2 separate regions of the Mus musculus genome follow, and region 1 is linked to region 2. Evidence: chromatin contacts called from public Hi-C data. All regions are on one chromosome and are shown on one strand. Each heading gives the region's core, a stretch centred on a gene start, on an enhancer-like site or on the middle of the called end of the contact. The rest is flanking DNA. Distances are from core to core; before and after follow the strand shown. Region 1 overlaps Col26a1 (collagen, type XXVI, alpha 1). Region 2 overlaps Gm38722 (a long non-coding RNA gene).

What was found. Hi-C and Micro-C count contacts between places; a contact is called where the count stands out from the background.
Region 1: a contact with region 2 is called in a Hi-C map of bone marrow-derived macrophages, with 4 times the contacts expected there. The contact joins two enhancer-like sites. A contact is called at or near these places in 2 of 15 datasets of contacts at CTCF or cohesin (the NIH/3T3 cell line and embryonic stem cells), 47 of 484 Hi-C or Micro-C datasets (B cells, the G1E-ER4 cell line, the HL-1 cell line and 19 more) and 1 of 9 other capture datasets (embryonic stem cells).

Annotation. Positions count from the first base shown.
Region 1 is chr5:136,755,610-136,762,150 of GRCm38.p6, forward strand. Col26a1 (collagen, type XXVI, alpha 1) reads right to left here. Exons shown (of 13, transcript NM_001346699.1): 5 at 2,023-2,179. Among named protein-coding and RNA genes, the nearest start is that of Myl10, 65 kb to the left of the region's middle. Within about 2 kb of position 5,207, at least 13 of the 459 cell types and tissues checked have an H3K27ac peak or open chromatin away from gene starts, as enhancers often do. A contact at or near this core is called in bone marrow-derived macrophages, where this site is marked.
Region 2 is chr5:136,663,377-136,669,927 of GRCm38.p6, forward strand. The region is part of intron 2 of Gm38722 (a long non-coding RNA gene); the gene reads left to right. Among named protein-coding and RNA genes, the nearest start is that of Myl10, 27 kb to the right of the region's middle. Within about 2 kb of position 1,350, at least 23 of the 459 cell types and tissues checked have an H3K27ac peak or open chromatin away from gene starts, as enhancers often do. A contact at or near this core is called in bone marrow-derived macrophages, where this site is marked.

The sequences.
Region 1 (6,541 bases), core at 3,957-6,456, 96 kb after region 2:
AATCACTATCTCTTGAAATATTCTGGAGGCCTGAGTGTGCCACCACGGAGCAGGCCCAGTTATCCCAGCACTGAAGAGGCTGAGGCAGAAGAATCAAAAGTTCAAGGCTAGCTTGGGTGACATACTTTGTCTTACTTCTGAGTCAGCTGAGGGCCGTGTATGGAGCACAGCATTTAAAATTGCATTTGACTCTGGTCTGTGAGAGAGTCTCTAAAGAACCTCTTGCTGGAAAATCTCACTCAAGGAGGCAGGAAAACGCAGGAGTCACCATTAGCGGGGTGTGTCTGCCACCTGCTGGCCATGCCTGGAACTTCACTTTCTCTGATAAAGTTCCAATCAAGAGCATCAATGAGTTTTGAGACTATGTAACACAGGAGATTTGGGGCCTGGGATCAGGGGCATATGTGTGAACTCTAGAGGTGAATCCTGGGGTTCATCAGGAGAGGAGAAAGAGGGGACTAGATCATATTCCCAGGACCTCCAGGCACTTACCTAAAGTGTCTGAGTTTTAGTTGCTATCTCTAACTTGTTCGTTCACATGCTTTGATTTAAGTTGGGAATGACACGTACAGCCAGGCATGGCTGCTTGCACTTATAATGCAGCACTGTTGGAGCGGGGTGGCAGAGAAAGAGGGATCGTGAGGGGTTGCTAGCCTCCAGCCTAGCTCCAGGGTCAGTGAGAGACCCTGTTTCAGGGAATAAGGTAGAGGACACATGATGCAAACTTGTGAATTTATCAAAATATCTAGGGGGGACACAGTGGGGACAGTGACCCATCTTGAAGGACATCTCACCCCCACATCCACCACCACCATCATCACCATCACCATCACCATGGTATACAGCCTGAGGCCAGCACTATCTAAGTGTGTTAGTTAGCTCTGTCAGTTAGACACAGCCCTGGGTCAACTGACAAGCTAGTCTCGGCTATGGAAAACACCTAGATAGGATTGGCCTGGGGCATGTCTGTGATGTATTGTCTTGAAGTTCATTGCTGTAGGAAGGCCCAGCCCACTGTGAGGTGGCACTGTCCCAAGGCAGGTGGTTCTGGGTCGTTTAAGAAAACTAGGTAAGTGTGGGGCTGTGGGTGACCCAGCAAGCAACATTCCTCCATGGGTTTTGCTTCCAGTTTCTGTCCTGACATCCCTCAGTAGTGGACTGATGTATAAGCTGAAAAAAGCCCTTACGTTCCCTAAGCTGTTTTTGGTTTAGAGCGGGTCATCAGGCAACAGAAAGGACCCCAGGACAAGCAGGCATGACAACTGCAACTGTGCTGGCCACGAACATCAGCAGCACTCTGCAGCCCGGCCACAAAGCCTGGACCTCTGAGGGGAGTCTATAGAAAGGTCTTCTTATTTTTGCTCTTGAAAAGAAGCCAGGGATAGTGGCCCAGGTCTAAATTTTAGCACACAAAAGGCTGAAGCAGGAGGATCAGGAGTTGGACAGCAGAGCTCAACATGGATCTATGGGGCTCTGTGTGCCTTAGGAACAGCTGCATGCTTCCAGGGCTTGCTTTTTTTCTTTTTATTTATTACCATCCTGAGAGATGAACACAGGTCCTCACACATACCAGACAGAGGCTCTATCACTGAACCACGCCCCCAGCCCCTCCCTGGGGGATTCTAGGCAGGGGCTCTACCACTAAGCCACACTCTCAGCATCTTTTATACTTTGAAACAGGATATGGCTTTGCTAAGTTGCTTAGGCTGGCCTTAAATTCACTCCATGGCTCAGATGGACCTTAAACTTATAACCCACCAGGTTCAGACTCCCCGGTAGTTAGGATCACAGACGTATGCTACCAGTACTGGCTAGATCGGTCACTTTTTAAAAGAAGAATGTAAAATTCTAATATTATGCTTAATTTACCTTTTTTTGTAATTAGTTCAAGTTTCAACACGCCACATGAGCAAATTAGACCCAGGAGGACAGGGTGTAGCCTATGTGTAGAGGCCCCGGGCGCCCACTGCCCACTCTGACCTCACTCCCTGGCCAGATCCCTCCCCTGTGGGTCCTTCTCACCAGCTGGACCTGTGGGTCTTCTCCTCCGGGGCCCTGGATGTGCGATGGGAATGGCGTCTGGCAGGAAGTCCTCGTTCCAGGTTGGTGGGGTGCTCTGCGGGGGTGGCAGGTCATTGTCTGGACCTGAAGGCTGCTCAGCTGCTTCCAGCAAGAGGACCTGGCCAAGGAAGGGTGGACTGTCAGGCCTTAGCCAGCCAGGACAAGGATAGGCAACAGATAAGAGTGGGGCCCAGATACACAGTGGAGTATTATTCAGCCATCAAGAAGAATGCCATTTGCAGAGAGATCATTATGTTAAGCAAAATGAAACAGACTCAGAAAGACAAATGCTGCATATTTTCTCTCATAGTCAGGATCTCCCCACCCCTTCTCTCTGGAGTTGAATACAATTAAGATTACATGGAAAATGTAGTGACCACTTTTAGACAACTTGGTAAAAAGAATGGGTTGGTGAGATGGCTCAGAAAGTAAAAGAGCTTGTCACCAAAACTGATGACCTGAGTTCGATCCCTGAGACCCCACACGGTAGAAGGAGAGAGTTGACTCCTGCTTATTGTCCTCTGACCTTCAAACATGTGCTGTGGCATGTGTGTGCCTCTATGACACATTCACACACAAAAAAATAGACAAAATGTTTTTTAAAAACTTAACAAAATGTAAAAGAAAAGCTGGGCATGATGGGAACACCCATGTGTCCAGTGTTTGGGAGGTGGTGACAGAAGGATTAAGAGTTTAAGAGTTCGGGCTGGTGAGATGGCTCAGTGGGTAAGAGCACCCGACTGCTCTTCTGAAGGTCCAGAGTTCAAATCCCAGCAACCACATGGTGGCTCACAACCATCCGTAAAGAGATCTGACTCGGGCTGGTGAGATGGCTCAGTGGGTAAGAGCGCCCGACTGCTCTTCCGAAGGTCCAGAGTTCAGATCCCAGCAACCACATGGTGGCTCACAACCATCCGTAATGAGATCTGACTCCCTCTTCTGGAGTGTCTGAAGACAGCTACAGTGTACTTACATATAATCAATAAATAAATCAAAAAAAAAAAAAAAAAGAGATCTGACTCCCTCTTCTGGAGTGTCTGAAGACAGCTACAGTGTACTTACCTATAATCAATAAATAAATCTAAAAAAAAAAAAAAATCCTTAAGAGTTTAAGAGTTCAAGGCCAGCCAAGGGTATATAGGAGTTCAAGGCTAGCCTGGGCTACACGAGACATTTTGTGTGTGTGTGTGTGTGTGTGTGTGTGTGTGTGTGTCAGTGTTGCTGTTTGAGCAGAACAGGGTCATGGGTATGCAGGGACACACGACATGACCCCTGATGGTCACTGAGACCAGTTGTCTGCCGCTCATGGTGAGTTATGCCTTTCAGCAGGGATGCTGTCCTTTGGTAGGTACATCTCTGTCCTTCCTTCCACATCAGAAGTTTCATGACTCTCAGGCAGCACTTTCCAGACCATCTGGTTCATTTGTAGCCATTTGTCACTATGACTGAATGACAGCGAGCCCCACCCTCTTCATTGACACAGAGAGACTGTGAGGTGTGCACCCTGTCCCCTCTTTCTGTGGCTTAGTGTGTTCAAATTCCTTCACTGGGGAATAATCATGAATGGACACATGGACAGATAGAAAGATAGAAGGATGGAGGGTTGGATGGATGGACAGATGAAGGGTTGGATGGATGGATGGATGGATGGATGGATGGATGGTTGAATGGATGGACAGATGGATGGTTCGATGGGTGGTTGGATGGATGGATGGATGGATGGATGGATGGATGGATGGACAGATGGATGGGTGGATGGGTGGAGGAGTCGTTAGGTGGGTAGATGGACAGGAAAGAAAGGTATAGATGGCCTGTTTCGGTGCTCTTGGCATCTGTTGGCACTAAACTGAGGCAGTGGCTCTCAGTACCCCATGCCCTGCCATCTCCTCTCAGTGGAACTGGGGCTCAAAGATGGCAAATACTGGAAGCCTGTGCCTGGAACTCTTTCCCTTGATTCAAGTTTTCAAGTAATGTATGGAAACACTGTATGGAAACACCGTAATGAGACCCACAGCTTGGCTCACTGACTCTTTTGGAGCTTTTGTTTTTATTTTATGTATGTGAGTATCTGGCCTGCATGTCTGTCTGTGCACCGTGAGGTCAGAACAGAACATCAGAAGCCCTGGAACTGGAGTTGCGAGCTGTGATGTGGGTGCTAGGATCCGAATCTGGGTCCTCGGAAAGACCACTGGGTGCTCTTAATGCTGAGCTATTTCTCCAGCCCTTTTGTGTGCCAATTAACAACAACAACAACATAAAAATTCCAAAACCCAGTGGGCCCTAGCTGTTCCTGAAGTGTCCATCAGAGGGCGCTGTGTACCTGGGCTGAACACAGGACAACCCCTGCTCTGGGTGGCAGACTTGGAGTCCGATGGGTCCTAGGGCAGAGGGGTACATCTGGGAACCCCGTTACTCCCCCTGATGCTGGCAATCAATGGGCCAAACAGCTGTTTTCTCTACCCTGGGACCTGGCTAGCCTGAGGTTTCATGGGAGGTATGTATGCCTTTCCAATTCAGCTACCTGGGATTCCTCTCCACCTGGCGCTAGGGCCACTCAGCTAAGCCACTCTCTTTGATCCTTGAGCCAGGAAGGTTCTGTGCATCTTTCTCATATATGACCTGGAAACCAAGACTCAGAGACTGTACTTAACTCCTCTGAGGTCACCCAGTGAGTGGGTGGTCAGACCAGGATCTCAGCCTCGGATCTCCTGACACCCTGCCACCCCCTCCCAGGTTTCCCACCAGAAAGGGAGGGTTCGGAATCCTGCCCCAGCCTGTGGGTTTCCCAGAGCTCAGGCTACTGCTGGGATGCTGCCGCAGCAGAGGGGAAGGGAAGTAACTTAACGGAAGGAATGTGTGTCTGAGGGTGGCATGGGATGGGTGACTCAGCACAGTAGATGCGAGCATGGCATGACAGGGACCTCTGTTAGGGATGGGGGAAGAAGGCTGCTCCCCAGTTTTGCTTGGTTACTGAGAACAGAGTTGTGTTGTTGGACGTGTGTGTGTGTGTGTGTGTGTGTGTGTGTGTGTGTGTGTGGTGGCAGGGGTGGGGTGTGGAGGGGTGGTGCTGTGGAGGAGGTAAGATTGGTGGGGACCAGGACAATCATCAAGTCAGAGGGATCCCAGAGGAAGTGTCTACCCCATGCCGCTAAGGATTGACCAAGGTATTCTTCCTGCTAAGTTCTGGGCTTCCTCAAAGGGACCCTGCCCCCAGCTCGTTAGTTGACTCCTTCTGGATGCTTCCACTTGGCCACCATGGCCCACAGAGCCCACGAACGGAGGCAGAGGTGTCCCAGCCTCCGTCAAACCTGAATCTGCTTCAGCCTGAGCCCCTGAACTCCTGGCTCAGCATGACTGATGTCCTAAGAGGGGAATCCATCTGTGCCCAGACTGAGCTTAACAGGGACACAAGTGGACACAAGTCCAAGAAAGTAGGAGTATGGGCTGGTGTGCTGGCTCTGGGTTACCCCCTGAGCTTGCTGCCAAGCCTGCAGACCTGAATTTGCCCCCTAGGGTCCACATGGAGGGAGAAAAGCGACTTCCATCAAGTTGTCTGTGCTTGCTCACACACTCTGGCATGCATATCTGCACTCATGACCATGCGCACGCGCGCGCGCGCGCGCGCGCGCGCGCACACACACACACACACACACACACACACACACACACACACACACTCAAGAAAAAGTAAAAAAACAAAACAAAAAACCAGACTACAGATATTCTGTGTCAGTGACCTGATGATGTCATCACAACCTGGTCCTTACTTTCCTCCATCAAGAGACCAGTGCAACTTTCACACGCAGAAACTTTTTGGGGTGCCTCCCAGTTCTTGTGGATTGTGAAGTGGGACTCAGGAAAGGAGAGGAGCAGGTGCCCTGCTGGCCTCTTGCCTATGCTGCCTGGGACAAAGGGAAGTCCACCCTAATGGCCACCTGTTCCCCCAACTTTCCCTTCATACCTTGCTCTAGAGCAGTGGTTCTCGGCCTTCCTGATGCTGGAGCCCTTTGACACAGTTCCTTGTGCTGTGGTGACACCCTCCCTCCCCAGTCATTTTCAGTGCTACTTCATAACAGCAATTTTGCAATCATCATGTAAATATCTGTTTTCCAATGGCCTTAGGCAGCCCCTGTGAAAGGGTCGTTTGACTCCCGAATGGGTCGTGACGCACAGGTGAAGAGCCACTGCTCTAGATCTTCCAGTTGTGTTGCATCTGTCATGCGAGTCCCAGAGAGGGCTGGGGAAGCGTAATTAGCGATAGATCACGGCAGTCTCTTTCTGCTTTGTCCAGTAGTCAGCTTAGCTGGTGACCTCTGTGCAACTACACAGCCCAGCAGCCCTGCACAAGTCTGCTGGGCACGCTGTCTAACCCTTGTCTCTTCTATATTATTGATTTAGTGTGAGGATGGGACACTTTAGAACTCGAAGCGTCACAGACACCGATTCCCTGGGGAGCCTGAGGGGGGGGGGGGGAGAGTCT
Region 2 (6,551 bases), core at 100-2,599:
TCTTTCTTTCTTTTTTTTTTCGGGACAGGGTTTCTCTGTGTAGCCCTGGCTGTCCTGGAACTCACTTTGTAGACCAGGCTGGCCTCGAACTCAGAAATTTGCCTGCCTCTGCCTCCCAAGTGCTGGGATTAAAGGCGTGTGCCACCACACCTGGCCCATATATTTATTTTCTTAATTTTAGTTTTCTTTCCCTCTCCTTCCCCCCCCTTTTTTTTTCACTCAGCCTCACGTTGTGTGTTGCTTCTGCTGTGTGATGTTCTATCAGCCACTTGACCTCTCTGAGCCAGTGAGGTTCATGACATGAGATGAAACCTACTTCTCTTAGGGTATTTTCTAAGTTTTCATCACCTACCCTAAAGGCCTTTCTAATCACACCAGTGTCTGACACCTCACAGGCTTTCCCAAGATCCAGTATCGTGATTCTATCTCTGCCCCAGAGCCCGTCACTGACAACTGGCCAAGCCCACCGTGTGTCTGACTAGGGGACCTTCTGAGTCCACAGTACTTTGTGGCCCAGGACTTCCTACTGTAGAAGGTCCAGCTGGAGTCTTTACTTAGGAGTAAGTCATGAAAGCCTTCCTGGAGGAAGGAATGTTGGATGGATCCTGGACTGACAAGCAGTAAAATTAAAACTGCTCCCTTGGATGGGGCCGGCTCAGTGGTGGACCTGGGCCTCTGACCCTTTCGTTTGGGTATAGTGGAGAGTATGGGTCTTCCCATCTCTCTATGGGCTTTGAAACCATCCCCCCCAAACTGAGAGGGCAAAGATAGATGCTAGGTAGTGCTGTCCCAGGGGAACTGAAAGAGGGAAACTGAGTCACTATTGCTTACTGAACCTTTATCTCACCATAGCTCAGGCTGCCCTTAAAATCCAATTTCTACCCACTTCAGCCTCCCGAGTGCTGCTAGGATTATAGTCAGCTGCCACCATGCCTGGCTCTATCATCGCACTTTTAATTTGATTAACTCACTAAGTTTTGGTGCTGGAGTTAGGATCCAGGGCTTTGCAGGTGCTCTGCTGTTGAGCCAGGCTCCCAGCTCCTTCACTGGGTGTTTGTAGGTGCGGCTCTACCAATGAGCCCCGTCCTGACCCTGCCTCTGTTCCGTTCTAGAAACTAGGGAGGCAGAGTGGATATGAACCACTTGGGTGGGAGCAGCCATAAGCTAACCTTGTCCCCTCTCCCATTTATCTGCCTCAGGCCTTAAATGGAAGCTGAGGCTGGGACACACAGGGATTGAGAACCTGGGGCACTGTGACTTAGATGGAGGCAGGAGGTCAGCCTTGGTCTGGATGAGCTGGCCGTGCGGTCCATTCAGATTTTCGTTAGCGGAGCGCCACCTAGTGGTGTTTGTGGAAACCAGTCTAACTTCCCGTTTCTTGGTTGTTAAAAAGAGAGAACAGCAAAGGAGAGATGGGAGTCTGGATCCCTCACTGGGCTATGACTCCTGACACTTAGAGGCCAAAATAAGGAGAAAGTGGGTGGCGCAGCGGCAAGTGCTAACTAGACTTTGGCCGTAGCCCCGACCTTAGTCTTAGCCTGCTTTTGGCCCGACCTGGGTTTTTGTGTCCATGTGGTAGTTGCTCTGCTCTCAACTTCCTAGTATAGAGTATTCTTTAAGACAAACTATGGGCATCCAGGCATTGGTGCACACTTGTAATCCTAACACCCAGGAGGTAGAGGCAGGAGAATCAGAAATTCAAAGCCATTCTTGACTGCATAATGAATTCAAGGATAGCCTGGGCTATGTGAGACTAGTACAAATGAGATGAGGGGGAGAAACAAAGAGAAGGAGGAGGAGGAAGAGGGAAGAGGAGGAGGAGGAAAACAAGAAGAAATGACTCAGGGAGTGTCAGTGTGTGTGAATTTGGGTATTAGTGTGTTCGCATGTATGTTTGTGTGTCTGTTGTGTGTGAATGTATTTCCCTGCATGGGGGTGACTCTGTAAATAAATGCTAGCTTTCAAGTATGTATCTGTTTGCGTGTAAGTGTGTGAATGAATTGCTGTCTATGTGTGTGTGTGGCTATGTGTATGATTGCGTATGTGTGTGTCTCCATGTGTGTGTGTGTATATCTATGTGTCTGTCTGTCTGTGTGGCTATGTGTGAGTGTGCATCTTTGTGTGGGTATATCTGTATGTGAGTGTGTATATGTGTGGCTGTGTATGTGTGGCTGTGTATATGTATGTGTGTGTCTATATTGTGGCTATGTGTGAGTGTGTCTGTCTGTATATGAGTGTGTGTGTGTATGTGTGGACATGTGTGTCTGTCTGTCTATATGTACGTGTCTGTCTGTCTGTGTGTATCTGTATGTATGACTATGTGTATGTCTGTCTGTCTATATGTGTGTCTGTCTGCATGTGTCTGTATGTGTAGCCATGTGTGTGTTTGTCTGTCTGTATGACTGTGTGTCTCTCTGTGTACTTGTGGATCTTTGTTTATGATGTGCCTGTGGATATAAATGCCCCTCATTCTAGAAGTATGTGACTGCAGCCCCCGTGCTTGTGGGATTTGGGGAACACCTGCTTTTCACACTTGGCACCCCTTCTTGGGCTCACAGGTGCCTACCTGGATCCAAGGAAGGGCTGAAAACTTCTTTGAGGACCCCCTCTTGATGGGAGGACTTGAAGGGCTCCCCTGCTTCGTGATGTCAGTTTGGAAGTGTGAGGTGCTCTGGTGGGGACCATGAAGAGGATGCTGTGCAGCCTCCATTCAGTATGGACTTTACTTTGTTAAGATTTTAAAAAAGATTATACCCTGTCTGGAAAAACCAAAAAAAAAAAAAGATTATATATATTTACTTTCCCAAACTTTAATTTAATGTGTTTGAGTGCTTTGCCTGAATGTATGCCTGTGGATTTGGGGTATGTGTTTGTGTGATGTTCATGTGTAAAGGCGTACACTTGAGTGCTTGTGGGGTCAGTCTCAGGTATTAGTCTTCAGGACAATGTCTATCTTATTTTTGAGACGGGGTCTCTCACTGGCCTACAGTTCATGAGTTTGTCTGGGCTGCCTGGCCAGCATGGGTCCACCTGCCTCTGGCTCCCAGCGCTGGGATTAGAAATGAATGTCACAACAATTGGCTTTTTTACATGGGTTCTGGGATCAAATTCTGGTCTTCATGCTTCTGTGGCCAGCACTTTACTGAGCTATCTCCCCAGCTCCAGTAATAATTAACTTATGGGTTCAGCAGCATTGGTCTGCAGATGTGACCACTGAGTCATCCCACCAAGTGCCCTCAGTGGGAGTGCAGTTGTGAAACACACCCGAGCATGTATGTGGGTGTGTAAAACACACATGTGTGACTATGTGCATGCTTTATGTATGCGAGTGCTGGGCAGTACATGTGCTTGTGTGTGCATGCTCTGGGGGGTGTGCACTGATGTGTGTAGCATGCTTTGAGTGTGTGTGGATGCATGGGAATTAAATAGCTTGTTTTATGCATGCCTTGTGTGTACAGGCATGAGGGTGCATGAGCCCATGTTTGTGTGCTTTGAATGTGTGCAAACATGAGGGTGTGTATTCATGAGTTTGCGTATGCTTATGTGTGTATACCCTTGCAATGTGTGCATGAGTGTGTTTGTATTTGAGTGTGTGCATGCCCTGGGGGTGTGCATTGGAGATTGTGCACAAGCAGGACTGCATGGGTGTGTGCATGTGTGGATGTGTGCATACTTTCATGTGTATGCTTGAATGAATGACTGCTCTGAGCATGTCCGTGCATGAGTGTGTTTGTGAGCGTGTGTTTGTTTGGGTGTGTGCACTGTGAGCTTGTCTGTGCAAGCCAATGTGTGCATGCATGTGTATGCCTACATTTTCAGTGCAGGACATGTATGCCCCTTTAACAGTATTTCCCCAGGGCACTTCTGCCTTCCGCACCCCACCTTCACCTCCCATTGGGTGGTGACTGCACCACTCTATGGGGCAGGGCAGCTGCCAACTGGCCCTGGGAGGAGCCCTGTTTGGATGTGTGTGTGTTGAGACTGGCAGCCTGGCACAAGTCACTGGCCAAATTAACTCTAGTTTCCTTTGGGGAAAAAATGTAATCAGCTATTTCATTTGGGTCCATTTTAGCAAATTAACTTGTCTAGTATTTCCCTCTTATTTGTTTTATTGGGCAGAGGAGGGGATGTGAAAATAGGAGAGGCTCAGCAGGGACCAAAGCCCAGCTGGGACAGCTGCTAGAAGAAGCTTCCCTCTGGTGGGTGGGGTGTCAGAGAGATGGGCTGTGAAGGAAAGTAGATCTGGGCTTAAGTGGGGTCTTGCAGCAGGTGGGGGCTCATGGGGCCTTGGATCTGCTTGGGACATGGGGTAGAGCCTACATAGGAAAGGGGACTTCAACAGTAATGAGTGACCCACTTGCAGATGATTCCTAAGGCCAGATGAGACCTCCTGGGACACATCAACTCCTGGCCAGAAGGAATTAGCCCAGAAGATTCCATAGGGCCACTATATATGTCTGACCACATTCCACAGGCACTGTGGGCACCCAGGCCTGCCTTCTACAGTGCCCATCTTCCTCCTTCCCTCCCTCATTCATTCGTTCAATTTAGAGACGGGGTCTCAATGTAGCCCAGGCTGGCTGGCCTCCAACTTGCCCTGGAGTCAAAGATGACCTTGAACTTGTGATTCTCCTGCCTCCACCCTGACTGAGGAGGTTATAAGCATGTTCTATCATGCGTGGCTTATACAGGGCTGGGAGTGACTCCCGGGGCTTCCTGTGTACCAGACAAGCACTGTGCCAAGTGAGCTGCCGTCCCAGACTATCCCCACTCTCTTCTCCCTCTTTCCTTCCCTTTCTTCTCTTTCCTCCTTCCCTCCCTCCCATTTCTTCTTTATCCCTCTTTCTTTTCTCCTCTTTTCTTTCCTTCCTCATTCCTTTCTTCTCTCCTCATACTTCCTGCCTTTTCTTTTTCCATGTTTTGTGTCTCACTGTGTCCTCCAGGCTGGCCTTGAACTCATGACCCTCTCACACGTGAGCATCAGCTGGGATTCCAGGTGTGCACCCCTGCAGGCATTAGCTGTGGACATCAATGACTTGTGTGGCTCTAGCTTTATTTCTGGACAGAGAGCAATAGAACCGTCTCAGAGCATGTACAGCAGCTGGCAGGGAAGTGTCACTGAGTGTTTGTTGTCATCCGTCCATTTCACAGTTGGGAATGTGACCTCTGGGATGTCACAGACAGCTGCCTGACTGTGCTGGTCCCTGTTGATTTCTTCTCCTTTCCACACCCCCTCCTGTGTGTGTGTTGGGACTGGCAGCCAGGCAACAAGTCACCGGCCAAATTAACTCAAGTTTCCTTTGGGGAAAAATGTAATCAGCTATTTCATTTGGGTCTATTTTAGCAAATTAACTCACCCAGTAGTTTCTCCTTATTTGTTTTAATGGGTAGAGGGCAGGGTGTGGAAATAGGGGCTCACGCAATGGCCTTGGGGGCAGCTTTCTTAGCTTGCTCCCTCACAGCAAACCCTCATCTCTATTAGCAACTTGGAGGAAATACTTCTTATCCTAAGCACAAAGGCTTGAGTTCAAATCCCGAGCACCCATGTAAGCCTGTAACTCCAGTGTCGTGGGGGACGAGAGACAGAACAATCCCTGGGACTTACTGGCCAGCTGGATCAGGCAATCGGTGGGTCCCAGGTTTAGTGAGAGACCCTGTCACACAAAATAAAGTGGAGGGCTCAGCAGGTAAAACCCACTGGTGACAGAAGTTTAATCCCTAGGTCAAATTTGGTAAAGAGAGAGCTGACATCTGAGAGTGGTCCTCTGACCTCCACATCTCATGCTCTGACATGCATACAAAATAAATAAAAAGGCAATAAAATATTATAAAATAATAATAATGTGCAGAGTTATTGAGGAGAACAGCAACATTGACTTCTGGTTTCTACACACACCGCCCCACACAAGATTCCTTTTTCTCTCCATCGGGTGTGTGTTGGAAGACTCACTGACAAGAGTCTTGAGAAGCAAGCTGGATCTTGCTTGTTTGACCTGACTCTTTGCCAACATCCAGGGCCCTTTTTCATTGTCCCTTCTTCCAGCTTTGGAAGAAGCAGGAGCCAGGGTGGGTGTAGCCAGATGACCTCCCGTGACTTTGTACGGCTCAGTCACTCATCTCTGCCCTCCCACCTCCCATTGAATCTGACTGGAGATTGTCAATTTTTTTTCTTACCCACTACCTTTCAACTCAAGTTATGGTTTTATAAATAATATATACTGCAAGCCAGGCTCGGGAAGGACGTTCATTCTGCCCTGAAATATTTATAGCTCAGAATGTCTGCTTTCTTTGCCTGGGAGTCATTTTTTAGAGTGGCAGGCAGAGAGGGAGAGAGAGAGAGAGAGAGAGAGAGAGAGAGAGAGAGAGAGAGAGAGAGAGAGAGAGCATACAAGGTGCATCTTTAGTGACAACACCTGGAGAAGAGTCCTTGTAGCCCAGCTGCAGGCTGATCTATCCTGTGGCCATAGAGGGGCATAGCAGTTGTTCCTGGGGACAGTTCCCTGGCTCAGACCTCTTAAATTATCTCAGGATGGCTCAGCTCGGTGACAGGC